Regions from separate parts of the Mus musculus genome. Here all the other regions are linked to region 5. The links are chromatin contacts, called in public Hi-C and HiChIP or PLAC-seq maps. All regions are on one chromosome and are shown on one strand. The core of a region is the stretch at or near the end of the contact, and the rest is flanking DNA. Distances in the headings are between cores, read along the strand shown.

The links. Hi-C and Micro-C count contacts between places; a contact is called where the count stands out from the background. HiChIP or PLAC-seq counts read pairs in DNA pulled down with a chosen protein or histone mark.
Region 1: a Hi-C map of the N1E-115 cell line shows a contact between it and region 5, with 3 times the contacts expected there. The contact joins the promoter of Gtf3c3 here to the promoter of Ankrd44 in region 5. A contact is called at or near these places in 1 of 484 Hi-C or Micro-C datasets (the N1E-115 cell line) and 2 of 115 datasets of contacts at active chromatin or transcription factors (embryonic stem cells and stem cell-derived neural progenitor cells).
Region 2: a FOXA1 HiChIP or PLAC-seq map of pancreatic cancer cells shows a contact between it and region 5. The contact joins the enhancer-like site here to the promoter of Ankrd44 in region 5. A contact is called at or near these places in 4 of 115 datasets of contacts at active chromatin or transcription factors (bone marrow-derived macrophages, embryonic hindbrain, pancreatic cancer cells and 1 more).
Region 3: a contact with region 5 is called in an H3K4me3 HiChIP or PLAC-seq map of forebrain, with 5 times the contacts expected there. The contact joins the enhancer-like site here to the promoter of Ankrd44 in region 5. A contact is called at or near these places in 2 of 39 promoter capture datasets (cranial neural crest and pre-B cells), 10 of 115 datasets of contacts at active chromatin or transcription factors (the 230-238 cell line, bone marrow-derived macrophages, craniofacial prominence and 5 more) and 3 of 9 other capture datasets (adipose tissue, embryonic stem cells and liver).
Region 4: an H3K4me3 HiChIP or PLAC-seq map of embryonic forebrain shows a contact between it and region 5, with 2.2 times the contacts expected there. The contact joins the enhancer-like site here to the promoter of Ankrd44 in region 5. A contact is called at or near these places in 9 of 39 promoter capture datasets (the 3T3-L1 cell line, the C10 cell line, the HPC-7 cell line and 5 more), 2 of 15 datasets of contacts at CTCF or cohesin (both in the NIH/3T3 cell line), 4 of 484 Hi-C or Micro-C datasets (the C10 cell line, CD8 T cells, female germline stem cells and 1 more), 13 of 115 datasets of contacts at active chromatin or transcription factors (the 230-238 cell line, the SCID.adh cell line, bone marrow-derived macrophages and 8 more) and 5 of 9 other capture datasets (adipose tissue, embryonic stem cells, liver and 2 more).

Annotation. Positions count from the first base shown.
Region 1 is chr1:54,435,913-54,441,677 of GRCm38.p6, reverse strand. It overlaps Gtf3c3 (general transcription factor IIIC, polypeptide 3), which reads left to right and starts at 2,652. Exons shown (of 18, transcript NM_001033194.3): 1 at 2,652-2,865; 2 at 3,735-3,846. The coding sequence starts at 2,764.
Region 2 is chr1:54,610,670-54,615,855 of GRCm38.p6, reverse strand. No RefSeq gene overlaps it. Among named protein-coding and RNA genes, the nearest start is that of Pgap1, 56 kb to the right of the region's middle. Within about 2 kb of position 3,770, at least 15 of the 459 cell types and tissues checked have an H3K27ac peak or open chromatin away from gene starts, as enhancers often do. A contact at or near this core is called in pancreatic cancer cells, where this site is marked.
Region 3 is chr1:54,577,268-54,582,734 of GRCm38.p6, reverse strand. No RefSeq gene overlaps it. Among named protein-coding and RNA genes, the nearest start is that of Pgap1, 22 kb to the right of the region's middle. Within about 2 kb of position 3,949, at least 28 of the 459 cell types and tissues checked have an H3K27ac peak or open chromatin away from gene starts, as enhancers often do. A contact at or near this core is called in forebrain, where this site is marked.
Region 4 is chr1:54,637,322-54,643,146 of GRCm38.p6, reverse strand. No RefSeq gene overlaps it. Among named protein-coding and RNA genes, the nearest start is that of 4930444A19Rik, 41 kb to the left of the region's middle. Within about 2 kb of position 2,811, at least 23 of the 459 cell types and tissues checked have an H3K27ac peak or open chromatin away from gene starts, as enhancers often do. A contact at or near this core is called in embryonic forebrain, where this site is marked.
Region 5 is chr1:54,922,919-54,928,500 of GRCm38.p6, reverse strand. Ankrd44 (ankyrin repeat domain 44) reads left to right here and starts at 2,114. Exons shown (of 28, transcript NM_001081433.3): 1 at 2,114-2,361. The coding sequence starts at 2,335.

The sequences.
Region 1 (5,765 bases), core at 1,403-3,902, 490 kb after region 5:
CTGTTGTCCTGTGTTCTGAATCTAGTGCAGCCAAGGGTTTCTGAGAGCACTGAGATTTTATTCTACTTCTATTCTATTCTATTCTATTCTACCCTTCTAAATTTTCATCAGTCCTTGCAGGCCATGAGATTCCAGATCAGAGACAACTGTCCACTGACTCAGGTGTGGCAGGAAACATGACTCATACTCCCACTGGGTTCTCAGTCATGATTTACTGAAGGAGGCATTCGAACATGGACCCACGGGTGTTGGACACTCTCCTCTTATTATGAGATTGCCAGGGGAAACAGATCCAACAGGCCTTAGAGGGAAATAGTATCTTTATTATAGAGATTAGAAAACAAATCTAGGCCAGCTGCCCACCCATTGAACCCTGTGCTCAAGAGGAAGAGGCAGGTGACTCTCTGAAAGTTCAAGACCAGCCTGGTTTACATAGTAAGTTCCAGGGCAGTCAGGATGGGAGAGAGAGAGAGAGAGAGAGAGAGAGAGAGAGAGAGAGAGAGAGAGAGAGAGAGAGAGAGAGAGAGAGAAACCCTATCTCAAAAAAGAAAAGAGAAGTCATGCTTCCTTGTCCTATAATGAGAAATCTGCTTTCATGTTTTTTGATTTACAAAGATGAAATTCAGGAGAAAAGGACTCGCAAGCTTCCAGAAGAACTTTCTAGAAGAGTGAGAGACTCATGGAAAAATGGTTGCCCCAGGAGCATCACAAGTCTTCCTGAACAGAGTCACCTCTCTGTACTCTTTTAATTCAGTTGTCATGGCATAAGTTAGATCTTCTGCTTCCTTAGCCTTTCCATGTTGAGACTCAAAAATTAGTCTGAAAGACCAAAATGTTTCTTCTTAGTATTTTCATCATTGCTGTATCAATTTGGCTTCATCTCAAGGTAATATGGCTGTCTGACTCACCAATGGACGAATCATTGCAAGGAACTAGAAAATGAAGAACCCCTTAAAATTTAAGACATTCTGCTGTATTCTGACCTAAGAAAGAAAAGAAAAAGAACCCCCCCCAAAAACCCCCAAATTCCTCCCATGTCTGGGAGATGATCTTTAGCAGAACATATCTCCTCCCACCCCTGTTCACAAACCCCTTTCTCTTTACTTTGTATCTGCATCTGTTGGCTTGTTATTCTCATTTTCCCAGGAGCCAACAGTAACAGAAACCAGCCTAAACATTTGGGTCTCAGCAGAGTGTTTTCCTTTCCAGATAGCCATACTCACTTTCTCTTTCCCGCTTTGAGTGAGTCTGGAAACAGACATAGAGTCTTCCGCACAGTTCCCCAACTCCCTGAAGACTTCAGGGGAGTAATCCTCATAGTTGTTTCTGGGGATAACATCAACACACTCCGTCTGCTCATGTATGTTTTCACGCCTGTGTAAGATCCCTCCTCAGGAGAAACGCAGTGACTGAGATAGTTTTCTGCTATCTGGTAGTCCTGCTCTTGCAGGTCTTGACCTCTGATTCTGCAACCCTGCTACAGATCTCCTTAGCTTGGATTATCATAAAGATGATCAAAGATAGACTCTCGTCTTTGGACCCAGGACTATGCTGAGCTCAACTTTGCCCAAAGTTCCAAAGGCTCTTGTAGTTTCATCTAACTTTACTCACAAATGTGTTTTGAATACATGTTATTAGGTTAGTCAGGTTTATAATAATGACACATAAACTAATGTCTTTGATGTTTATAGGTAATGTCTCTAGAAAAAGAAATAGTTATAATACAAGATAAAATGCAAATCACAAGAGCTCCTAGGAGTTGAAAATAATCTCTCTCTCTCTCTCTCTCCCTCTCTCTCTCTCTCTCTCTCTCTCTCACTCACTCACTTTGACCCCTCTCTTCCATCTCTCTCCCCTCAAGTCCCACCTCAAGTCTTTCCACTTCAGGTGTTGCCCTTTTTCATGTTACAAGTGTTCTATTACCCTCCCCACACCTCTCCCTTTTTTTCCTCTCATAGGTTCCTAAGGATTATTTTGAGAGATGTATGTAACAGATATACAGTAGACGCCCTATGGGAAGAGTTAGAATCCCTTTAAAAGTTTGAGAGCAGCCGAGCGTGGTGGGGCACGCCTTTAATCCCAGCACTCGGGAGGCAGAGGCAGGCGGATTTCTGAGTTCGAGGCCAGCCTGGTCTACAAAGTGAGTTCCAGGACAGCCAGGGCTACACAGAGAAACCCTGTCTCGAAAAACAAAAAACAAAACAAAACAACAACAAAAAAGTTTATGAATACTTGGGACATAAAAGTTGATTGACATTAGAGATAGAAACCCAGGCAAACGCTCTGCCACTGTGCTGCATCCCCAGATCAAAAGTCTCCTGTAGAGATGGTTCAGTGGTTAAGAACACTGACTGCTCTTCCGGAGGTCCTAAGTACAATTCCCAGCAACCACATTGTGGCTCACAGCCATCTGTAATGGGATCTGATGCCTTCTTCTGGTGTGTCTGAAGACAGTGTACTCCTATACATAAAATAAGCAAGCAAGCAAACAAACAAACTAATACATACATCTTTAAAAAAAAAAAAGGCTCCTCTAGCTGGTAGTTTAAGGGAGTCTGGCGCTTGAAAGATGCATTTGGACACTCCCTTGCCTGTGGGAAGAGGCCTGGGGCCTAGAGCGCAGGCGGAACCAGAGTGCGCGGCCGCGGCGCAGGCCGGGAAGGTTTCTAGGGCGGACGCTGGTCCGGTCTCTCCTAGGCGTCCTACAGAGCCTGGGAGTGCTGCAGCTTCCCTGGCCCGCTGCGCAGCGTCGGCCCTGCAGACATGTCGGGGTTCAGCCCGGAACTTATCGACTACCTGGAAGGGAAAATCTCCTTTGAAGAGTTCGAAAGGCGGAGAGAAGAGAGAAAAACCCGAGAGAAGAAAGTGAGCCGCTGGGCCCCCGGTGCTCCTCGGTCTTGTTTTCCCCGAAACCGAGTCGTGGGTTGCCCAGGGTGGGCCCGGGATCCAGCAGCTTTCACCTCTTCCAAAATTTCCGATTTTCACTCCCACCCGAGTACTCAGAGCCTCTAAAGACATCTCCCCACCCGAAAGCCAGCCTTGGTGGGCGCTAACCTCCCCCGACCCCCTAATACCTGTTAAGTCGATGAGCCAGACAGGGTGATCTGATTAGTTCTAAACCTATCTTGCAACTAGGTTGTGACGGTGGTGGGAACCAGGCCTTTTGTTTTTGTGGTCTGTATAGGGGTCTTGGGGATCAAACTTCAGGGCCTCCAGCCTGCTGGACAAAGCTCCCCATCGCAAAGCTACATGCACCCCTGGTGCGCCTATTTTTGAGGAGTCTCCGTGTAATTTTTTTTCTTAGACATAAAAGTAAACCTAACTAACCAGATAGTGAGGATATCTGTTACTTTTTCAAATTTTAATAAAGATCTGAACTTTAAATAGTTTCTCATTTGTTTGAAGGCCAAGGGACCAACATAAAGATCTCTTGACCCTTTTGAAGTTAGCTAATGATTTCTTTCTTGACTCATAGACTTCTATGAACCCTATGGTTTATTTAAAGTCTTAGATTGATGACATTAAAATATTTAAAATCATTCCACTTGTATTTGCAAATGACTTACATAAACTAAAGACTTAAGTACATTGGAACACTTTGAAACTATTCAAATTTAGATTCCACGTATCATAGGGGAGGGTCAACTTTTATAAAGATAAGGCAAATGCCCTATTCAAGGCTGAGAGAATTAAATCTGAATTAGTTTTTGGAACTGTTTAATTCCCAATCACAGAGTGTTCAGGAAAAAGGAAAATCATCACCCAAAGAAAACCCAGATGACTCCGAAGTTCCATCCTCATCAGGAATTGACTCTGCCAAATCCCAGGACAAAGACGCCAATGAAGGTATGTTACTGCTGGCTTTAAATGAGCACTTAAGTAAAATGATTTGATAAAAACACTATTTGCTTTTTACTTTTTATTGCTTTTATGTTTATTGTAATAACATTCTATTTTTGTTTGTTGGTTTGTTTTTCATGACAGGCTTTTTCTGTGTAGCCCTGGCTGTCCTGGAACTCACTCTGTAGACCAGGCTGGCCTCGAACTCAGAAATTCTGCCTCTGCCTCCCAAGTGCTGGGATTAAAGGTGTGTGCCACCACTGCCTGGCTCAGTATTCTATTTTTATCACCTGGTTTATCAGTGTTTGCTACAAAGTAGCATAATATTTATTTTTTTAAAAAAAAAATCATTGTACAAGCATAATGGTTGTTTAGGGTTTCTTTATTTTCATTTTCTAAATTGGCCTTCTCTCTTTTTTTTTTAGATTTATTTATTTATTTTATGTATATGAGTACACTATAGCTGTACAGATGGTTGTGAGCCTTCATGTGGTTGTTGGGAATTGAATTTTAGGACCTCTGCTAGCTCTGGTTGGCCCCGTGGCCCAAAGACTTATATATTATTATATATAAGTACAGTGTAGCTGACTTCAGATGCGCCAGAAGAGGGCGTCAGGTCTCATTACGGGTGGTTGTGAGCCACCATGTGGTTGCTGGGATTTGAACACAGGACCTTTGGAAGAACAGTCAGTGCTCTTACCTGCTGAGCCATCAGTGGGTTGGCCTTTTCAATGGGATACTTCTTCCAAGCTGTACCAAGTTATTCTACTATACAGACTTAGCTAGGTGGATGGGGCTTCACACACATCATAGGTCTCATTCTAGCAGACAGACTGATGCTTTTAGTCAAGATATACACTAGAGGCACCTAGGAAGGATCTTTTGGGCAGTAGGCATGTCTGTGGGGCATTTTCTTGATTGCTGTGGGAGGGCCCAGTAGTCCAGCCTACTGTGGGTGTTGCCACTTCTGGCCAGGTGGTCCTTGGTTGTCTAAGGAAACAGTCCTAGCAAACTTTGGAAACCAAGCCAGTGAGCAATGTTCCTCCATAGTCTCGGCTCCAGTTCCTACCTCCAGCTTCCTGCCTTGAGCTCTTGCCTTGGCTTCCCTGGCTGATGGACTGTAACCTTTAACCTAAATATGCCTTTTGTTTCTTAAGTTGGTTTTGGTTTCCATTTTGTCATAGCAACAGAAAGAAAATCAGAACACAGACCTTATCATATCCAGATATTATACTTGGTTAGTACATTCCAACTGATTAAACCCATTACACCCTAAATGAGCATCTCAATGAATATACATATTTATCAGTTTCCAGTAATTATATATTTTTCTTACCAGAATGCTCATCCTTACCATATCCATTTGCCCATATCAAACTACTTAAGATGCTGGTGTCAATTAGAACATAGCTCCATGTTTGGGAGCCTGGCTGGAGAGCTAAACTGAACTCTACTCTTGTTCCTGAGTTGGTGGATCATGTTGGAAGCAGAGGCAAGGAGACAGGGTTGAGCTTAGAATCTTTCAGGGAAGTGGGGCAGAAAAGGGGCTAAAGAAGTTCTGACAGCCTGTGAGTCCTTGCTTATCTGCTCAGGAGAAAGAGAGCTCTTCAATAAACAGTCTCTGGGGTTCAGTTATTACAGCAGTATTGTGGGGTGACTGCCAGCCTTATTGTTTAAGCCATGGGGAAAAATGGGGGCGGGGTGTTATAGGATAGGTTGAGTTCATTTCTGGTGCATGAGAACTGGCTGGCCTCAGCTAAAATTATCCCATCAGTCCTTTAGAGGCAAGATGTTCCCCGTTCCTTAGGAAGGATTGTCCTGGAACTCTTTGGAGCTACTTGGTAGTCTAAGCATGCACTCAGAATAGAAGAAAAGTCAGTTTTGTACATCTGGCAGAATCTACAAATTGGAAAGATGAGATCTCT
Region 2 (5,186 bases), core at 2,521-5,020, 310 kb after region 5:
GTGACCTAGACTTCATTTTCCTCTCACGACATGGGATCAGCAAACAGTTTGAATTTTGACGAGCACTGCCAATATTTGAAAAAGGCCCAGATTCCCCTTCCTGGGTTTTGGTTTTGTTTTTGTTTGTTTGTTTGTTTTCCTTTTTATTTTTTTCCTTGTCATTTTCTGTAGGATTTGTTTGCAAAGTGTGGTTCTTTACTTCTGTATAGTCCAGAGTCTCCTTCAAAATATGATGAAATCAAATCCAAAATATGTTTTTGCCCCTCTCGGTTTGTTCCTCCCAACCCCCACACTTTACATATAGCAGCTTTTCCATGGTGTCAACCATTGACCTCTGATATCCCACAGACCCTTCAGAGGAGGGGGGGGGCATTTTCATGATAATTCTAAGACTAGCACCTTCCTCACTGAAGGTGCCAAACCCAGCATCATAGCATATAAACTGCCATATAAACTGCTCAAGGTCAGCGAAGGTACTGGAACTGTGCTCGCTGTCATCATAATCTACCCGGTCAGGCTTGCTGCTAACAAACAAACTGGAAGAAAAATCATCGACTTCATGAAATGTCAGTCCTTGAGGAAATCAAAGCACACAGAGAGTGCTTAGGCCATGGCCGGCCAGGGTACGGGTGTTTGGACTCCAATTCCAGGAGCAGCTAGCTGAATTGGCTGCATTTCCACAGAACACACTATTCCCATGGGAAAACACAACCGTGGGATGAATGATGATACTTACGCAAACAGTGATAGCTGCCAGGCATTTTCCTGGAAAGGAACAAAGGACTCTCACTAGAGGGAAAACAACTAACATTATTTCTATCTTTTTAAAATGCTTATGTGCTGATTGTTGTTTGTTTGTTAACTGGACAGGAGCTAGAGTTATCAGAGAAGAGAGACACAAGGAGAAAACGCCTCCTTAAGACTGGTTTGTAGGCAACACTGTAGGGCATTTCCTTAATTACTGATTGATATGGGAGGGCCCAGCCCGTTATGAGTGGTGCCAACCCTAGACAAGTGGCCCTAAGGTGTACAAGAAGGCTTAGTGAGCGAGATGTGGGGAGCATGCCAGGGAGCAGAACTTTCTTTCCAGTGGTCTCTGCTTCAGATCCTGCTTCCCGGGTCCTGCCTTAAGTTCCTGCCTTAAGTTCCTGTCCTGGCTTCCTTTCATGATGGATTGTGACCAGGCTGTGTAAGCTGAAATAACCTTTCCTCCACATTTGTTTTTGGTCACAGTCTTTATTATTGCAGTAGAAGCCTAATGGAGACGTGTGTGAGTGTGAGTGTGTGTGTGAGTATAAGCACTCATTTGACACAGTGTGTGTGGAGGTCAGAGGACGAGCTCGGGTATTAGTCCTTGCCTTCCACCTTGTATGAGGTTGGAGGCTTTTGTTGTTCATGTCTGCAGACACCAGGCTAGTTGGCCCCCCCACTTCTGAAATTCTTCTGTCTCCATCTCCTCTCTTGCTGTAGACAAGCTGAGCTTGCACGTGTGCACCCACACCTGCCTGCATTGAGTCTACACAGGTCCTGGGAGTCTGTGTTCCATCTCTCACACTTACTCACTTACTTAATCCATCTCTCCAGCCTGACAATATTTTTAAAGGAATTAAGAAGCACTTTTTTAGATCTCTCATCTAATATAATAAATATCAATAGGTATAACTCATGAACAAATATTCTTTAGGGCCCTTGATAATTTTTTACATAAATGTCAGGCAATTCTGAGACCAAAATGTTTGAGACTGAGTTCTATATATATAAATGTTAACTAAAGTGTGTTCTTTTTATGGTTGGCCCTTGAGATATTCTAATTCTGCCTTATTTTGTGGAATAATCAGTTGCCACATTTATTGAGTTTTTTCATACCTAACTGTGGTCACTGAAATGTACTCACAGGTACTTGTGTGGGTGCACATTTGAAGTGCGCACCAGCCAAGGTGCTGTCAGTGGTGCAGCACACACCTTCCCGTTCCCATTCACTTACCGTGTTCTTTCAGAAGCCGAAGGTTCTGCCAATGTCTGCAAGGAAGTAGTGCTTTGATTCGTTCAGGTGTTTCTCAAACTTTATTTGAATGCAATACTTTATCACCTGAAACCAAATCCCATGCTATGAAACATACTTTGAAAACTGTCATTCTGCCTGTTCCAAGATTGTTGCCCTGACTGTTGTGTCTGAGGCAGCACTATAATCACACTCCATGTCTCTTTGTTATCCTGACTGTTCTGTACCAGACGGTGCTATAATCACGCTTGGTGTCTCCTTTGGTTGTCCCTGGATATAACAAACGCTATAGAAGCTCAACATCTAGATCTAAATTCTCCTACTTGGCTAGCTCCCAGAAGGAATGTCCACCTATTGCTATGTATTCTTGTTGTGTTTTACAAAAAAGAAAAGGAAGCCAGGGATATGTTTGGTATAGGTGCAGAATGGTGCAGAAGATGGGGATGCCTCTGCGGGCCCATGCTGAGGTACTAGCCATATGACAGATATAGTATGGAATATAGTTTATTTAGGGCATGGGGAGGGGAATTGAGAGAGTAGTAGAGACAGAAAGGGAGAGAGAGAGAGAGAGAGAGAGAGAGAGAGAGAGAGAGAGAGAGAGAGAGAGAGAGGAGGCCAGCTATGAACATGTAGGGGGCGGGGGACGAGGAGAGAAGGGGCAGAGAGGGAAGAGAGCAAGAAAGCAAGAGAACAAGAGAGAGAGGAGGGGGCAAGTTGCCCCTTTTATAGTGAGTCAGGCATACCTGGCTGTTGCCAGGTAACCATGGGGTGGAACCTAGAAGGAATGCTAACATTCCAATCAATCGCTCTTCTGGTTATTTCTGCTCTTTCTATGTGTTTACCAGAGGGTTAGATATTTGAATTTCCTATGTAGAGTCTTGAGACTTCACCTTTGATGGGGAAACTGTAACTTTGAATAAATAACAGGATATAATAAGCATTGCTTTTAAAAGTTACTTTCAGAATAGCTGTAGATCCAGAAACAAACCACCACGGTCACAGGGAACCTCATACAAACCGCATCCAGTTTCTCCTGTTGGCAATCAATATTCTGATTTGTTCGCACACTCTGCTTATAAACTTCTGGTGTAAAATAAGCAGGTTCCTTTATTACTTTCTAATCAAGATAACAATATTGACCCGCTCTGTAAACCATATAGACTCCCACAGACCACCACAAGAATCATTATTCCAGGCTTCTCTCAGTAATGAGCTTAGACTTCACATCCTTAGCCTGAAGTCAGCCCACACTTACATACACCCAGAGGCTGAGCTGCTGGGCTGGCGCCTTAAACACCTGGAATGTGAAGAGGCGGAGCAGATTGAACCTCCTCAAGAAAGTCAAAGTCTCGTGGCCTTGCTCCCAGACAGGGCCAATATGACCGTTAATATTTATTGCCAACTTAACAGGAACTACAATTACCAAGGAGCCAAATGTCAGTGAGTTCATTGAGATGAGTAGGCCCACTTTAAATCTGGTGTCGCCATACCATGGGGTTCTGAATAAATAGAAATCAGCATCGGCATTTGTCGCTGCTCCCTTCATGGCTGTATGCGACGTGACCAGCTGCCTTAGCGCCTGCATCGTGGCTTACCCATAATAATGGGCTGTACCTACAAACTGTGAGCCGAAAACAGTTCCCTCCTTATATTTCTTTTGCCCCGCATGTTGACACTGCAAGGAGAAAAGTAGCTAATGTAGCCAGGGCCCCCGAGTCATGAACACATGATGCGCAGCTGTGAAGTGAAAGGTCAATGACTACACCCTGCAGAAGCCGGAAAAACTTGAAAGACAGGAAGAAGAACAGTGTGAATGAGATAGAGGAACACTGCTAACACAGTGAGCTGCTATGGATGAATTATGCATTCTTTATGAGAAATTACTGTATTAAAATCATATGTATATTGATTAATTTATATGCTGCTTTTTATTTTTCTCTCTTAAGAGTTTATGAATATTCATGAATATGCTGATGGTTGCATACATAAAAATAATCCTGAAAGACTGCAGCAAACTTTACTCAGTGGCTACTTCTGGGGTAGGAACTGGAACTGGGAGTAGGAAGGGGGAATGCTAGGGGCAGCTTCATCACTACAGTCCTACAGTATTTTAAAGAGTTATTTTAAAAGTTAAAAAAAAAAGACATAAGCAAAATAAAATTGAGAACTACTGAAAAGCCAATGTAAAAAATATTATAATCTTGTCACCACACCACTAGAAGAGTGGCATGAATTATTTTTTCCCATGACTCTCTCTCTTCCGTTTTAGATTTGCTTGCTTTTATTCTTGTATGTATGGGTGTTTACATGTACATTTTCTGCATAGGCCAGAAAAGAGTGTCACAGCCCCTGACACTAGAGTTAGAGACAGTTGTCAGCCACCATATGGGAATCAAACCTGGGTCTCCTGAAGACCAGCCACTGCTCTTAACCACTGAGCCATCTAACCACTTTCTCCCTCTCTCGTGAACAGTTTTAGATATAGAAAGGAGATATGCAGTAATGGTTTTTGCTTGGTGGCCTCGAACATCCTTCTGAACCTACTCAGAGACATCTCAGAGGTCCTCATGTTCTTTATCCGATTCAACAAGCATGGAATCTTGCCTTAAGATGGAGTCCAGGTTATCCACATAGGTCCTGGAGTAGCCATGAGACCTGCAGGCATGTGCTGGCTAGGGATTAACAGGACATATGATGGTGAAAAAACTCTGTGGTTGTAAGCAGCAGAGAATTTTGGAGCATAGCATAGTTCAGAGTGTCTTGACTGACAGGAAAGATAGATATTGCAGAGAATTTTGGAGCATAGCATAGTTCAGAGTGTCTTGACTGACAGGAAAGATAGATATTTGTGAGAATGTGTGTAAATGTAACTATATGTGGAGATATATATATATATATATGTGTGTGTGTGTGTGTGTGTGTGTGTGTGTGTGTGTGTGTGTATACATATATATATGCATATGTGTGTGTGTATGTTGCATTACTATGTATATGGGTTAATTTTGTATCATCATTTTGAGGCTTACTATTTTAATTTTAAAAATTTCCTATCTTGCAGGGCATAATGGTATACATCTTTAGTCCCAGCACTCAGGAGGCAGAGGCAGGTAGATATTTGTGAGTTTGAGGTCTACAGAGTGAGTTCCAGGACAGCAAGGGCTATAGAATGAAACCCTGTTTTGAA
Region 3 (5,467 bases), core at 2,700-5,199, 350 kb after region 5:
GTGTAAGTAGGTGCATATGTGTATGCAGGTGCATATGTGGGTAGAGGGCAGAAGTCAGTCTCAGGCTGTCTTTCTTCAGGAGTCATCCACCTTGTTTTGTGAGAGAGAGTTTCTTACTGGCCCGTTAGGGGAGCCCAGCTGATCAGGAAGTTCAGCATCCTCCTGTCTCTGCCTGCCTAGTGCTAGAATCACAAAAACACTACTTGACAAGTTTGTTGTTGTGGTGGTGGTGGTGGTGGTGGTGATTTTTTAATGTAGGTTTTCATAGTAACAAGAGCTACCATTTTTGAGCCTATAATATATTCAGTATTTAACACAGAGTTATGTAATGGTTTTAACAACACCAAGAGATAACTTTTCTTCCCATTTTGTGGATGAGGAAACTGAGGCTGGACGAAATTATAAGTAACTTCCTAGGTCATAGAAACAAAGCATCAGAAGTAAGAACAGAGCTAGGGCTCCTTGTATCACAGCTAGGTTGGAAGTCTGAATTTCTTGGAATGCCCTTCTGTGACTGACAGGACACAAGTAACTGGCCTTAGAAAACTGATTTATCAACGAAGCAACAATCTTTCTAGCAAGTTTCAGTCTGTTTCCATCTTCTTACCATTATGTCTTAAGCAGACATTTATCCTTCAAGTATAATGGAAGAATCTTTAATAACACTGTACTATTTAAGTATCTTTCCCCCATCAGTGGCTCATCTTCAGCATCAGGGTAAGACGTACGTATTTGAGTTACTATTACTATGGTCTTGGCCTATTGCTGTAACCAAATTATCTCTACTCAAATTGCCCTGGTGATGGCTGTACATGCTCCTTCCTACCCACCCCACACACGGCCTTATTTTTAATATGCCTTAAACAGCTCAATGGCTGAGCCCCTTCCAAATCTCCACACTGCTGATGTACTTTCTGAGAATCCCAACTCATCATTTACTAAACCCATATTCCATCTTGGCTGCCCCGGACCCAGGCGTGCAGCTCTCCTGGGCTATGATCTCTGACTCTTACATGATGATGAAAGAGTAATAAACTCAATGCTCCAAGGTATGCTAATCATAAAGCAGATAGTGACATTCCTTCCTCCACCCACCCGCTTCCTGGGTTCAAAGAGTGTTCATTCAAAGAAAGTCACCCTGACCCACCCTGACCACTACTGGAACCCACTATGCAAAGGTGCTATTGCTAGGGGCTCTTAGATTGTTAGGGACTCTTAGAAACTGTCTTGAGAGATAACCTGACACTTGTGACTTTGTACTTCCTTGTGACTCTTAACTGGTATTTTTGGTATTTTCCAACAACGCCCTTCCCACCTCCTTGAGTTGTGGTTCCTTCCTTTAAATACCCCCTTACTCAGCTACTCGGGGCGCCACAGTCCTCTACCCCTGTGTGGTGTATGACCGTGGGCCCGAGAGCGCTCTTGAATAAAAATCCTCTTGCAATTTGCAGCAAATCCGTTTCTCGTTGGTGATTTTGGGGTGTCGCCTCTCCTGAGTCAGAACGTGGGGGAGTCCTCACGTTGTGGGTCTTTCAATGACTGTACCCCTCAGGCCTGGCATGGCGACTCTCTCCTTTCTCCTTCCTCCTTCCTAGTCCCTTGCCTGGGAATACTAAAGTTCCGCCTCTGTCTCATGGCCCAGCCATTGGCTGCTGGCAACTTTATTTACCAATCAAAACTAATTGGGGTCAGGGATCCTCAGTGTCTTACATGAAGATTTTTGTGCAATTTTGGGGACCCAATTAACATAATATAAGCGTTAGACCAACTCCACAACATTGGCCCTTAAAGAGATAGCAAGATTGAAAATAAATTTAAAGCATTTATATTGCCTTAAATTTCCATAGAAGAAGGTTCTTTATCATATGTTTGAATATGCTCATAAAGTATATTAGGTAAGTATTTACGATGGCTCTCTTAATAAAGTTAGTTATAATACAATATCAAACAGTGTCACATTATTTTATATATGCAGTGACATATAGGACTTGGGTTAAATTCACCACATTTAGCCAAAATTTGAATTATAAGCCTGAAAGTTCTTTGCAAATCTCCCTGCAAGCCAGTTTTCTTGATTGATATAAATTCACATTGGCTAACATTAACATTTACAAAAAAAAAAAAAAAAAAGAGCATTGACTATGGAATGCTGAACTAGTTATCTCCTAGTTCGGGGGTTATTAATCATGGCCAACAGTCCAAATGTGGCTCATGCACATTTCTGTAAACAGAATGATATTGGCTCACAGCTGTCTTATTCGCTTGTCTCACCTGTATTGCTCTTTTCATGCTACAACGGCCGAGCAGCTTAGCTGGTAATAGAAGCTTTATGACCCACATGGCCAAAGACATTTATTATCTGTCCTGTGCAGAGAGAGACACTGCTGGTCCTTGACTTAGTCCAACTTTGTTAGCATAGAGATGAGTGAGCACGGCTGGAGCCTTCACCAGTACTTCCATGGCCCTCAAGTTCTGTGCTTTGCTGATGCATGGACATACGCTTTAACCCAAACCCATCATCTGTGTGCCTTCCCCATCGCAAGGCGAGCACATGCTTGCTTCACATATTGTTGGAATCTCCTTTTAACATAACCATATGTTACTGGTACTTTTTTAGCATAGAGTCTTTGATGTTAACTGAGCTAATTTTCTCAGCTCATATTCTGTTCTCAAAGACCTTTTCAAAAGCTGTTAGTATCGAAACTTGTTTGTAATATATTGGCCATTGAGATATTTTTAAATATTGCAAATTTTACATTTCATGGCAAGAGGCTCCAAATCTAGGGAAAACCTTTAAATAAAAGACTGAGTGTTAGTCTCCTCCTGGCTGCCTTCAGATCAAGGTGCAGAACTCTTGGCATCTCCAGCACCATGTCTGCATGCATGCTGCCATGCTTCCTGCCATGATAATGGACTGAACCTCTGAACCTGTAAGCCAGCCCCAATTAAATGTTGTCCTTATAAAAAAAAATACAGTATTACATAAATAAATTAGGAGATCAATTCAAAATACTTGTGTAGCATGTCCAATTACTTCCTTTATTGTGGCTTAGGTATAAAAAATGACCAGAAATCTCATACAGCACAGGCTTTTGCGAAGCTTGAATTGTTTGGAGGGTTAGCACACGAGCAGACTATAGACACACAGAAGACAACCAATGATGGCTGTGCTCTTCATTCTTCCCCACTAGGGATAGTGTCTGAATTTCACTATTTTCATCTGATATTAAAACCTCTTAAATGATATTTCCATTAAAGCACATTTTTTATTATGCATGTTACCCCCTCCCCAAATTCTCTGGTTTAACTAATTTTTTTTAATAGAGGAAAACTGCCTTTATAAAATACATAGCAATCCTGGATAACAAACAAAACAATGCTAAACCAAGCTTTTGAAAACTACAGAACCAAATATCTAGGGCTACCATTTTTGGCATCATAATTGTTATCTATAGTAGGTATAAATTCGTGGAACAAGGGGGTTATAATAGTATTTTTTTCCATTTTAATGGAAATCCAATTGTTTCCCCCTTGATAGCTCTCCTTTTTCCCCCATTCTATATGCTGTCTCATCTCTTTTTATACAACATTTCATGTCAGAAGTTTTTATCCTTTAATTATAAATTCACATTGCTTTCTTATATATTTCCAAGAAATATGAATATTGATAATGAATAATATATGCATCAGACAGAGGTTGAAGCACACCAGGACAGTCAGTAAGCTACACAGTGCTTTATACCCACAGGGTTCTCTTCACGCTTGTGGAGTATAGTTCTCTCTACAAGCCAACCAACCCACAACCCAAAAGATCCTATTTTCTACTTCGTTTTAACTGCGAGAGACAAAACAAACAGAAGTGAGTGTTGGTTCCCAGGCTGGGTTCTGCTGCCCGTTAGTGTGCAGCAGTGGCGGCAGAACGGGTAGAGAAGGGTAATCAGCTTGAAAATCCTTATTTTGTTTTTGATGATCTCCTCTCTGTTGCCATGGAAACCAAGCTAGCAGCCACACAGCTGCCAGAATTGCATTTTCTTGTTTTCTTTTAAAGCTTTAAAGCATCAAAGAAAAGGTGAGGTTTTATGATTGTAACTGTACGTTCTCACTTATTTTCAAATAAATTATAAACAAATATTTTTTTTATTATCTGCTGCATAGAAGGTGTGAGCGGTGGGTGTGAGAATGCTTTAAGAAGTGAGTAGACTATGTTAGTTCCTAAGACCTAATCTACTGATAGTGTATTTTTAAAAAGAAATCAAGCTTATTTTTAAAACCTGTAATAAAGCATTAAATCTAGCATAATTTAGTAAGATGAATTTTGAGAAACAACTTGATTTCCACACCAGGCAGGATTCTCTTTCTCTTCCTAAGTCTGGGTGTCATGGTGCTACTTTGTGTTGAGAAGAGAGTTATTGCTTCAACAAATAAATGAAAGTAAAAGAAGCTTTAAAAACAGCCTAAGAGGTTTTTCTGAGAGCTTGATATACTGATACATGTAATAAGTATTTTAATTGAGGGGTGGTTGTTAACTGATCAGATGAGCTCTTATGGAAACTCACACTAACTGATATGTAAAGGCTTACAGAGGAGCTGAGAAGGATGCTGAAGAGCCCTTGTCTAGCAAGCACAAAGTCCTGGGGTCTGGCAATTGGACCTTTTAAAATTGAGTTTGACAGCTTAGGACCCTGGTATTCAGAAGTGAGAGGCTCATGAGCTCAAGGCCACCCTTAGAGCTCAAGGTTAGCCTGAGATACCTGAGACCCTGTCTCAAAATGAAGAAAAACAAGATAAAATAACCCGATTTGAATATATTTAAAATACGCCATAGGCTTTCAGAAATAATTGATCAAATACAGTTTACCCAGAGGGAGAGAGAACACACACACACCAGAACAGAAAGTTCTAGAACTCAGGTCTCTAATCCTATGCTCCTTGTGTGTCCATTAATCTACCAGGTGACAAAACTTCAGCTTCACAGAACTCTGACATGCTCATCAGCTGCAACAACCCAGGCTGAAGGAAGCAAGCACTAGAAGGACACTCATTGTAATGGAGGAGGCTCTGACGGTCACATTCAAGGAGACGGAGAAGAAATCACCAACCTCACTTTCCAGAACATTGTCAGAACTAAGCGTCTTCTGAAAAATGTTCCCAAGGCCTCTTGGTACTTTGAACTGTGGGAATCTAACTGCATCTTTTTTTCTATCCACGGCCATCTGTCTAACCAGGAACTCATTCAGCCAAGGATTCAGTGGGCACTGCTTCAGCTCTGACAATAACACTGTGTACAGAATGTATCCGTGGGGACCCACTTTCCTGTGTCAGTTATACACTTCACTCCATGTTCATATCGCTAATACTTGTCAGGTGGCAGCTGATGAGCATGTCAGAGTTCTGTGAGACTGAGATAAATGAGACAGTCAATATTATGAAGCAACAAACCCCCAAGAGTGGCCCTGTTGGTAAAATG
Region 4 (5,825 bases), core at 1,562-4,061, 290 kb after region 5:
ATGTACCCTGGTTGTTTCCCAAGAGACATTATAAGCAGGAGAGTGAACAAGAGGAAAGCATTGTGGCTTCAAGGTGAGTATCTAATAGGAGTGAGCACACTCATATGTGCACACATCCATATTTCTTGTCTTATGCAAGGATCATTGTATCTACTTTTTAGGTAGGAAAACTTCTTACAAAGATGGGAGCACATGGCCCAGTGCCAGAGAGTAAGGACTGGAAAGCCAACACTGTGTGTTCTACATACTGGTGGATACAGTCTCTATCTTTAAGTGACAACTGGAGTGTGTTTAAATGGAAGAAAGTTATGACTTTCAAAAGTAAAAATATGCAAGAATTTAAAGCACAAAAAGTGTACCTGCATACATTCACTTGAAACTGTTACCAATGGCATTTGTCTAGAGGGTATTTCCAGGTCTTGCTATTTTGTTCAGAGAACTAAGGTACACACAGATTTCACAACAGCAACATTCAGAAAATGCAAGTACAGAATAGATGCATTTCAAATGAACAAGAGGCTGTGAGTGAGATTTACTCAAGAGCACTGGGTGATACTTGTATAGTACAACAGGGAGAGGAGTTGGCTGCATAAGGATAAGACATGGCGATTTCATTGACAGGCTTACATAAGTCTTTGGTTACTGTGCATGCCCTTTCCCATGACACATCTGACTTTAATTTTACATACACCCACAGGCATAATATAGTAAATAAGGAAAGAAATCTCTAAAAGTTTAAAAGAACCAATTTGACTTTCTGCACATGCACCCCAAACCAGTTCAGGCTAGTTTGGCCTAGTTTCCTTACTTACAGGGTATGTTTAGGATGTGTTTAGAGAAGATCTGCATTGTTTAGAACTGGGTAAATGTGAAACTTGATGTAGGTATTGGGTCTCAGGTTGCTGAAGGTTTGTTTGTCAAGCCAAGTGGCATCCCATTTACTAAATTATCCCTGTGCTGGCCTGCCTCTGAAATCTCTGCGACTTTGAGAAGCTTCAGTTACTCGTAGTTCTTATTTTTTATTTTCTTATTCTTTTCTTTCCTTCTTTTTTAAAAGACAGATTCTCGCTGTGCAGCCCAGGCTGGTTGGTCTCGTACTCCCCATCCTCCTGCCTCAGCCTCCTGAGTGTTGGCATTACAGGTGGCATCATCATGCCTGGCATAAATGCCAGTCTTTCTTATTGTTTGGTTTCCTAAGAATGGCAAGCACTGAATTTGTGCTCTTAACCACAAGAAGTTGCCAACTATGGAAACAGCAGGCAGGGAAGACTATCATCAAAGAAATGCAGGTTTTCTACCTGTGAGGTACTTGAAGGTCAATGTAGATGGGGTAGGGGTTCATTTCTTGTTTGGCAACATGGAATCATCAGGAACTATTGAAAGAACACATGTGATAGAGTGGTGTTGTCAGCCATCCAAAAACCATGGACTGAGGAGAGAGAAAAGATGGAAGAAAGCAAAACAGGGAAAGTCCCTAGGAAGGGTTTGTAGAGGCTGTGAAGAATATTTTTATATAGGAAATATAGCATGATGGTGAAGGAGAGATCTACATGAGAGCAGGAAGGAATTTTGGATGGGACGGGAGATTTAGGCTTGGAAATAACTGTGGAGTAGGCTTCAGAACACTTAAGACTTAGAGCATGAACTTTAAATATACGACTATCCTTACAGACCTTTTAACCAGATGCCAGGATGCAGGCACAAGGTAATTTGAACGTAGAGTTTGAGCAGAGATAGAGCTTTGCCAGTTGAGCAGGCGGAGAGGAAGGCAGGTAGACTTCATTATGCCTAAAGGCCATAAATATTCCAACCCAGGTCAGTAGGCAAGCTAAAACACGAGGAGGTGATGCAGAGTTTTTAAAAGGGTACAATCAGTGGGATGGAGATGAAGTGCTGGAAGAGTTGTTGAGTTGTAGCACTAATTGGTGAGCTGGCTTTGGGACATTGGCCATGGGAGTGTGTGGTTGAGGGTGATTAAAGGAAATGCACTGGAGGGGGAGAGCCAAATCCTGGAGGACTCAAGGGAAGTGACAAGATGGCTCAGGTGGTGCAGGCTACCCAAGCTTGAGAAACCTGAGTTTGGATCCCTAGCACCCACATAAAAGATAGGTGTGATAGTATACATCTATAGCTCTAGAGGTGGGTAGATAGAGACAGGAGGATTCCCCAGACCTTTCTGGGAAGCCAGTCTAATCAATTGGTGAGCTCCGCACTCTGAGCTCAGGAAGAGACCCTGTCTCAGAAAACAAGGTAGAGACCTATTTAAAAAAAAAGAAAGAAAGAAAGAAAGAAAGAAAGAAAGAAAGAAAGAAAGAAAGAAAAGATACCTGATGTTGATCTCTGTCCTCTAAATGAACACAAACCTGTATATATATATGACACACATACACACTGTATACATGTAGACACAGAATTCTAATTATTAAAAATATTTTTTAAAATCCCAAAGAGGCACAATATGGCAAATGGCTCTTTGAGCACACCCAGTTTGAGCAAAATCGGTGAGAAAGTCAGGCTACACTGAAGCATGTACTAGTCAGGTACTTTACTCAAGTACACACACTCAAACCTGACATTGTCACACTGGAGACTGCTTTCAGGATTAAGCTGAAGCTCTTAAAGGGAAAGGGGTCATATTTCTGCTAAAAAGAAAGAAAAAAGTAGCCCTTGTCTACGACGCAATAGCAGGTTTTAAAGATCATATGTTTTAACCTAAATGTGTTTTTCAGGCTCCTCAAAAAACATGACAGATGGCTGAGAGCTGTGGAAGAACAAAAGAGTATGCAGATCTGACAAGCACGTTAGAGATAATAGTGAAAGATGGAACCCTTCCCAGGGGCCCTCATAGGGAACAAAGGACTAACAGCACTGGAACTCAGTGAAGCTCTTGAACTGAAAACTAAACGGGCTTTAAAATAATGGTTTGTTTTTTTTTTAAAGACATTAACTTCTAACTGAAAAAAATAATATGGGTTCTAATTCCTTTGGATTTTTTTTTTCCTTCAGAAATTGTTTTACTTCCAATTCTGTGGTTTTATTTTACATGTATTTCAGGTCTGAGATTTATCCTGACTTACTGTGTTATGACTTAAAACCTGTAACGATTCTGCCACAGGACCATTACCTATTAATTCATTGACTCTCTGCTGAAATTCATTCACAGGAGGCTACTCCTCTGCATGTAAATTTTGATCAGGCTGCCAGGCACATTTTGTTTTGGCATTGAGGCTAAAGCCACTGATAAAGGGCCCAGTTGGTGCCATCTGGGAGCTTGCTTTGTGATGTCACAGCTGACACTAGAAATTAGATTGAGAAAACCAATTAATTTCTCACAATGTATTTCAGGTATTGAAAACGAAAAGCCTTTGAAAAGTGCTAACAATCGGTCCTAGAGATAAAAGCATTTATCCTAGTGTGTATTAGTGGCCTACCCTCACCAGCCCTGCCACCGCCTCACGGTCTGAGCATGAGGTGAATGATGCAGTACAGGAGACAATCTCACTAAACGTCACTTGTGATGAGAACTTTTGTGCCACAAATGAAAAAAAATCACCTTATTAAACTGCTTACTGCCTTTCAGTTGGAACAAATCCTAAACAGTTAACACACTCTGGGCTCCTACAGTGTTGAATACCTTAGATACAAGAGCTTATTGTCTCCACGAAGATATGGCTGCCTAGTGACAAATTTGGCCTCAAACATTGTCAAATGGATTTAAAAACATCTGTACCCTTGGGTCTTCTATATGTGGAATACAAACTCCTTTCTGTAGCCTTTTTTTGTTTTAAAATGAACACTATCATATGACTTAGCCTCTGGGTCAGTATATAGGAGGGATCAGGAATGACTCCCCAAAGCTGATGTGCATAAAGGCTTGGCCACATCCTGTGGCACTAGTAGGAGGCTGTTGACCATGGAGGAGGCGGGGCATAGTGGGTACTCATCCCTTAAAGGGGATGATGGGGGCCCTAGTCATTCTCATTTTTCTTTTCCAATCCTGGCCATGTGTGAGCATGAACTCTGTCACGTGGACCCATCATGATGTGATGCCCACCCAAAGCAAAGGGACCAATTAATCTTAGACTGAATTCTCTAAAATGCTGAGTCAAAAGGAGCACCTTTGAGAAACAGCTGAAAAAAATGTTCAACATCCTTAATCATCAGGGAAATGCAAATCAAAACAACCCTGAGATTCTACCTCACATCAGTCAGGATGGCTAAGATCAAAATTTCAGGTGACAGCAGATGCTGGTGAGGATGTGGAGAAAGAGGAACACTCCTCCATTGTTGGTGGGATTGCAAGCTGATACAACCACTCTGGAAATCAGTCTGTCAGTTCCTCAGAAAATTGGACATGGTACTACTGGAAGATCCAGCAATACCTCTCCTGGGCACATACCCAGAAGATGTTCCAACTTGTAATAAGGACACATGCTCCACTATATTCATAGCAGCCTTATTTATAATAGCCAGAAGCTAGAAAGAACCCAGATGTTTCTCAACAGAAGAATGGATACAGAAAATGTGGTACATTTACACAATGGAGTACTACTCAGCAATTAAAACAATGAATTCATGAAATTCTTAGGCAAATGGATACATCTGGAGGATATCATCCTGAGTGAGGTAACCCAATCACAAAAGAACACTCATGATATGCACTCATTGATAAGTGGATATTAACCCAGAAACTTAGAATACCCAAGATACAATTCTCAAAACACATGAAACTCAAGAAGAAGGAAGACCAAAGTGTGGATACTTCATTCCTTCTTAGAATGGGGGGAAAATATCCATGGAAGGAGTTACAGAGACAAAGTTCTGAGCTGAGATGGAAGGAAGGACCATCCAGAGACTGCTCCACCTGGGGATCCATACCATATACAACCACCAAACCCAGACACTATTGCATATGCCAGCAAGATTTTCCCAACAGGACCCAGATATAGTTGTCTCTTATGAGGCTATGCCAGTGCCTGGCAAATACAGAAGTGGATGCTCACAGTCATCTATTGGATGGAACACAGAGCCCCTAAAGAAGAGGCTAGAGAAAGTACCCAAGGAGCTAAAGAGGTCTGCAACCCTATAGGAGGAAAAATAATATGAACTAACCAGTACCCACACCCCCCCCCAGAACTGTGTCTCTAGTTGCATATGTAGCAGAGGATGGCCTAGTCGGCCATCAATGGGAGGAGAGAGGCCCTTGGTCTTTCGAAGATTATATGCCCCAGTACATGGGAATGCCAGGGCCAGGAAGCAGGAGTAGGTGGGTTGGGGAGCAGGGTAGGGGGAGGGTATAGGGAACTTTCTTGGGATAGCATTTGAAATGTAAATGAAGAAAATATCTAATTAAAAAAAATGAAGTGTTTAAAAAAAAAGAAAAAAAACATTTAGGGGAACCGTATAGAGTGCCTCTTGTCTTCTATATGAAGAAAGAGTCTTTAAACCAGAAACAAAGGGTACTGACATTGGAGAAAAGCTGTTAACTCATCTAAGTCACTTGAATGAGGGGGGAAAGTCTCCGAGTAAATCTGAGATGAATTCTAACATACTAAATGAACAAAATGCAGTCCCCTTCATTTTATGCAAACTAGTCAGAAAAAGGCAGCAGCATAGAAAAAGAGAAGTGACACACACAGACATGAGAAGAATGAGCAATGCATTGGAGAGAAGGTGCTTGTCTCGATGTCAAGGGAAACTCAGGTTAGGGCCATAATCATATATGGTTCTATAACTGTTAGGTTGATAAGCAAGCCATGCCTCTCTGCATGAAGCTACCCAAAAACCTGGTCACTGTAGGTGGGATAGTAAAGGATGCAGTAACT
Region 5 (5,582 bases), core at 865-3,364:
AAGTTGATGAAAGGCAGCATGAAGAGGTGCTTCACACAAGCAGCAAGCCACCGAGAAGGGTCTTAGGAGCAGCAACTTTGGAGTATGTGTGTCTGCTTCTCACTGGTGGCCGCAGAGACCCTGGATGGTGCTTCCTTGGGCCCCCTTTACTGCAGGAGTAGAATCACAGTGTCTAGGATAGGTAGGAGTAGCTTTGGGATTTAGCTGCTTCACCAGCCAGAGTGGGTTGAGGATAAAGGCCAGGATGCTACCTGACTGCTGGAGCTCCCTTCTCCTATGAGATCTTCGTTGAGGCACTGACAATGGGGAAGAAGAAACCTACAGCTGGTTTGTGAGTGAACTATAGAGGCAGGTGTGGGGCAGGCATTTGATCTTAACCAGGCCCTTTGTAGTTCTGATTTGTTGTTCAACAGTCCCGAAGGTCCTGCTAGGGGTACCAGTGGCTTCTTGGGTGTGGGCTATCTCTCACTTCCCTGCTTAACTTTCTTCTCTAGGTCTCAGCTTTCCCCTCTTTCAGGAAGCCTGCCCTTAGCCACTGGTCTAGTCTGGTCTTTTTTTTTTGTTGTTGTTTGTTTTGTTTTGTTTTGTTTTTTTGAGACAGGGTTTCTCTGTGTAGCCCTGGCTGTCCTGGAACTCACTTTGTAGACCAGGCTGGCCTCGAGCTCAGAAATCTGCCTGCCTCTGTCTCCCGAGTGCTGGGATTAAAGGCATGCGCCACCACGCCCAGCTTAGTCTGGTCTTTTGCTTCCTAAATACTTCTCCTTATGATCCTTTATTTCGGTTTGGAATTATATTAATCTGCAATGCCTATCTGGTTTATATGAGTGCCCTTTGAGAGTAGGCACCTGTCTTACTTACGGGCTCTAGTGTGACAAAAAAAGGAAAAGTGACCAAAAACAACTTGAGGAAGAAAGAATTTGTTTGTACTTCCGCTTCCACATCACAGTTCATCACTGAAGGAAGACAGGGCAGTAACGCAAGGCAGGAACCTGGAAGCAGGAACTGAAGCACATGCCAGGAAGAAGTGCTGCTTACTGGCTTGGTGCTCATGGCTTGCTCAGTCTGCTTTATTATACACCCAAGATTACCCCTACCCAGGGTGACACAACTCACAGAGAGCTGACCCCGACCACATTAATCATCAGTTTTTCTTAATTAATTTTCTTAATGCCCCTACCAGCTTGCTCACGGGTCAATCTGGTGGGAGCCTTTTTAAAAAACAAACAAACAAACAAACAAACAAACAAACAAACCTGAGGCTCCCTCTTCTCAAATGACTGTAGCCCGTGTCAAGTAGAGGTAAAAACTAGCCAGCAGAATATCTTACCTGCTTATGCTCCATTTCTCTCCATGCCCAGTCACTGCCGGAATTTATAAGTGCTTTTCCAGATCGCAGAAATACCAACACTTACTACGGATTGCTACCTCTGTATTAGAAGCCTAATCTGTCGGACAGCTGTCTTCTGTGTGTGTAGGGTGGAAAGTGGGCAGCATGCAACTTACTCTTGTAGGAATAAATCAGCTAGGACTTATTTAATGCAGTAATTTAGTAGGACTCTTTTTTTCCTACTCAGTTTCACCTTCAGTCCCAAGCCTAGGCTACCAAGTTAGGGTAGTGTGTGGTTTAACTAGGAGGTGACCGGAGGGTCACAGCTCCCGTTCCCACCGCTATATGTTTAGAGAAACCCTGGACTCAACAACGCATCCATGGCCTCCTTATATTAAACAAAGAGACTGTCAGCCCAGCGCCTAGGTGGCAGAAATTCGGAGCGCCGGAGCAATCTGATTAGGGAAGAGGTTTAGGGAAAGGGGGTGTGACACAGTCTGCAGGGTGAAAGTTGGTGGCCTGTGAGTAGCAAGCTTTCTGGACCCCTGGGGTGTGTCGGCGAGGGATTGCCCATCGGTGGCGTGCGCGTGGGTGGGATTGCTGGGGAGGGTCAGCGTCAGGCCCCCTCCCCTTTCGGCTGGCTCCTGGCGGAGCGGGGTGCAGGTGTGGGAGGGCGCCGGGGCCGAGGGCTGCGAGGAGCCGCCGCGGGCGGCAGGAGGCAGCGTCGGCCCGGGCGGCGCGAGGCAGCGCGCGGTGATGTCAGTGGCGGCCCGGCTGGCAGCGGCCGGCACTTCCTGTATAAAGGCGGGCGGGCCGGGCTGCGACTCCCGCGAGCCGGGGCTGGGCTCTGAGAGGCAGGCGGCGGCGGCCGAGCAGTGGCGGGGCTGTCACCTTCGCGAGCCCAGCTCCTGGAGCTTTCCCGGGCCGTCCCTTCCGCGTCCCCGGGCTCCCGGCGTTGACATCTGCGGAGCGGAGAGCTGTATGTGCGCGCGCGCGGGAAAGGAAGAATGGCAGTGCTCAAACTCTGCGAGCAGGTAGGGGCGGCGGGGAGCGGAGAAGGGGGCGCGGCGGGCGCCGAGCGAGCGGAGCGCGCCCCGGGCTGTTTACGCGCAGCCTTTGAGCGTGCACGGCCTGCCGCGGGGCTCGGCTCCCGCGCAGTCTCCGCCCTGGGCCGTCGCAAGTGCGCGTTCGCGGCCGGAGAGGGTCGGCGAGATGCGGGAGTGGCCGCCGGACGCGGGGAACGCGGGTCGCAGCCGCACCGGGAGAGGGGAGCCTCGGACTGCGTCGTGCACTCAGGAGCAGTCAGCCTGGGGGTGCTCGGGGGAAGGCTGCCCGTGGGCTCAGGAGGAGGAAGGTGGACGGCGGGAGAGAGGATCTCAGCCTCGCAGCCCCGCTTCCCCAGACCTCTCCCGCGTCAGGCAAGAGACTGGCCGGGATCCCCGCTCCCGTGCAATAGGCTATCTTCATCGGTTGGATAGGACACCCCGACTTCCTCTTTAGTTGCCCAGGGGCTGGGTGTGGGATGTGGGATTGAGGGTGCAGAGAGACGCGAGCTCTCGGCCCAGGTCTCCGAATAGGAGATGGAGTCAGGTCCCAGGCTGAGCTCGCAGGCGCTGGTGCCCCTCAGCTTTGTTGCTTTTTTGACGGAGACATCACACCCGGCAGCCCCAGAGTTCAGCTTGAAGCCATGAAATTATTTATTGAATCCGATTGACAGTCTTTGCTACAGGTCTGGACATTGACACACACGGGAAGTCCAACTAAATTGCCTGAAACACAAAACAAAACAAAACAAAACCTCACAATTCTTTACATGAAAAGGGGGGAAACGTCCCGGTTTATGCATCTACACTGAAATGAACATTGTTTTGGGGGCCTGGTAAGCGAAGAGGCGATCTTGACTTTGATACATGGTGTCAAACAGGCCAGTCCCCTCTATTAAGCACCTCCAACTTCTTAATAGGTTGCATCTGGCGTCTTGCTAGTTAGAATTCAGCCAGAATATTCTGCAACTTAAATGCAACCTTTGCGGTAGTGAGCCACAATGGTTTGTTTTGCCCCTTTAGATTAAATTTACTTCAGCTTGCTTTCCTTAAGTATTTACAGCCCCGCTTTCTTCCCCTCCCCGCCTTGGTTCAGAAGTCACTGAGTTAAAAACTCTGTTAAATTTAGCAGGGAGAGCAGCTGTTAATTGTGTGAACCTGTCCCTCCTCGTTGGCTACTGAGCATTTAAAGTGCTTGTAAATTGATATTAGGATTTTCTCTACCCTTTGTTTCCAATTTTTGCCAACTGTTAGACATCTGCTTATTTTAAGTCTTATGCTGTATTGTGTCCAGAGTCCTGTCAACGATGATGGTACACATTCCCCTACTTTGTTAATTCCTAAGTCTGCAGAGTCGAGTAGAACAACACGGTGCTAGTAGGCATTGGTATGTTAGACATAGGAAAGCATTCGGTGTAGAATTTTACTTAGAAAGATGCTAATCATTTATCCCGAGTTCCTTATTTTCTAAGTAAAACAGCTGACTGGGAAAAGCAAGAGTCTTCCTCAGGAGCCTCAGCTGTCTGCTGGCGGTGTCCACCTCCCAGGCTGCTCTGGAGGCCCTGAGATATCTCTTCTTCCTTTCAGCAGATGTGGTGAGGCAGGGCATGAAGGAGCTTCTTCCCCCAAACACCCCAGCCCTGGTGAAGGGGGTATCACTGGGCTTTGGGGGCACAGAAAGTTATTCTCCGGCTTCTCAGAGCAAGGGTTTCAAAGATGTTTGTCTTTGGAAATCTTTCTAAACACACCCGCTTTGTTCTGTTTGTAAACTTCACTTGCCATCAGGGGAGAAAGAGGTAAAACCTTCATTTGACTCCATCTCCTGACATATAGAAAGAGCCAAGGAGTTCTGTGATCCAGGAACACCTAAAAACCACCAGTCTATCTTGGGACAAAGCCAGAGGAAGATGGGGTGTGGTGGTGGTAGGGTGGGGTGGGGTGCAGTGGTGAGCAAGGATGGTTTCTGTGTTTCTTTAGGTCCAGGAAGTGTGTTCTTCTTGCCTTATATAGTCTTACTTTTTGTTTGAATCTTACTTCTTAGAAGTTGGCTTTTAACCTCAGCTACTCATGCTAACAACCTGTGGATTAAACTCCTCCCAGAAGAGCTTTGCCCCATCACTGTGGGTGGGGAGGCACCTGCATGGAATCCCTGCTTCAGCTTGAGGTGGATCAGCTTGCTCTCTCCCCAGGGATGCTGTGACCATCTCCTCATCCTTCTCTGGTCTGTTCAATGGCCTGTTTGGAAGGCGGATCTTGAGTTTTTTGGCCACAGCTCTTTGATTTTTGGTTTGAGGACACATTCCGGCTGCTGATAACTTGGATGTAGTCGCAGTGAGAGGTTATCATCAATGACTTTTTCTGTCCTACTGACACTGAAGGCTGGAACTGGCTGGGTGGCTGTGGTCATCACTTTGACAGCCAATTCTTCATTGACCTCTGAGTCCAGCAAGAGAAGGGTTATGATTTTTTTCTAACTTGTTTTGGGAAAATTAAAAAGTCAGGGGGAAGGGAGAGGCTGCTGTGGTTTTTAGTCTTCTACTGTGAAAAGGAACTGGGAGCTTGTGCGCCGAACAAGCCTGACACTTAGCACTTCTGCATTTGTCTGTCTGTCCTCTTGCTATTGTTTTTCTTTCTGGAAGTATGTTGGGGACCGTTCTCCCCCCCCACCCCCCAGGACTGAGGGGTTTCCCAGCATGTGATGGTAAAGCTGGGACAATTCCTAGCAACTGGAGGAATTGGTTGGTTACCCTCTGCAACATTGTTATTTATCTATGCAATTAATATAGTAAGATAACCATTTCCTCATATGTGGGCATTAAGACATTTGTTGACATCTTGGGAGAACTGAGATAATCATAAGGCTGAAGAACGTTTCATCACATGCAAACGCAATGTGTTTAGCTTATAATAAGTAGTCATGCAGCCTTTTGCAACTGGACTTTAGAGTTGAACTTTTATGTTGAGTTTTTAGGGTGCATTCCTTACGAATAGAGGTAAAGTATGTGGAGATTATTAGTGTACTGCCATATTAGTCTGGCACTTACCTTTTCAAAGTTACAGAGCCGGGTTTTCGGGGGTCCTTGTCTACCGTTTGAATGGTCTACTCCTGATATGAGTTTGCTAACGACAGCACAACTGCTCCATTTCTCTCGAAGAGTCTGGTAGACAAACAGCTTTGGCAGTTGGCCCCTTTGGAGCTTCCCGCCTGGAGG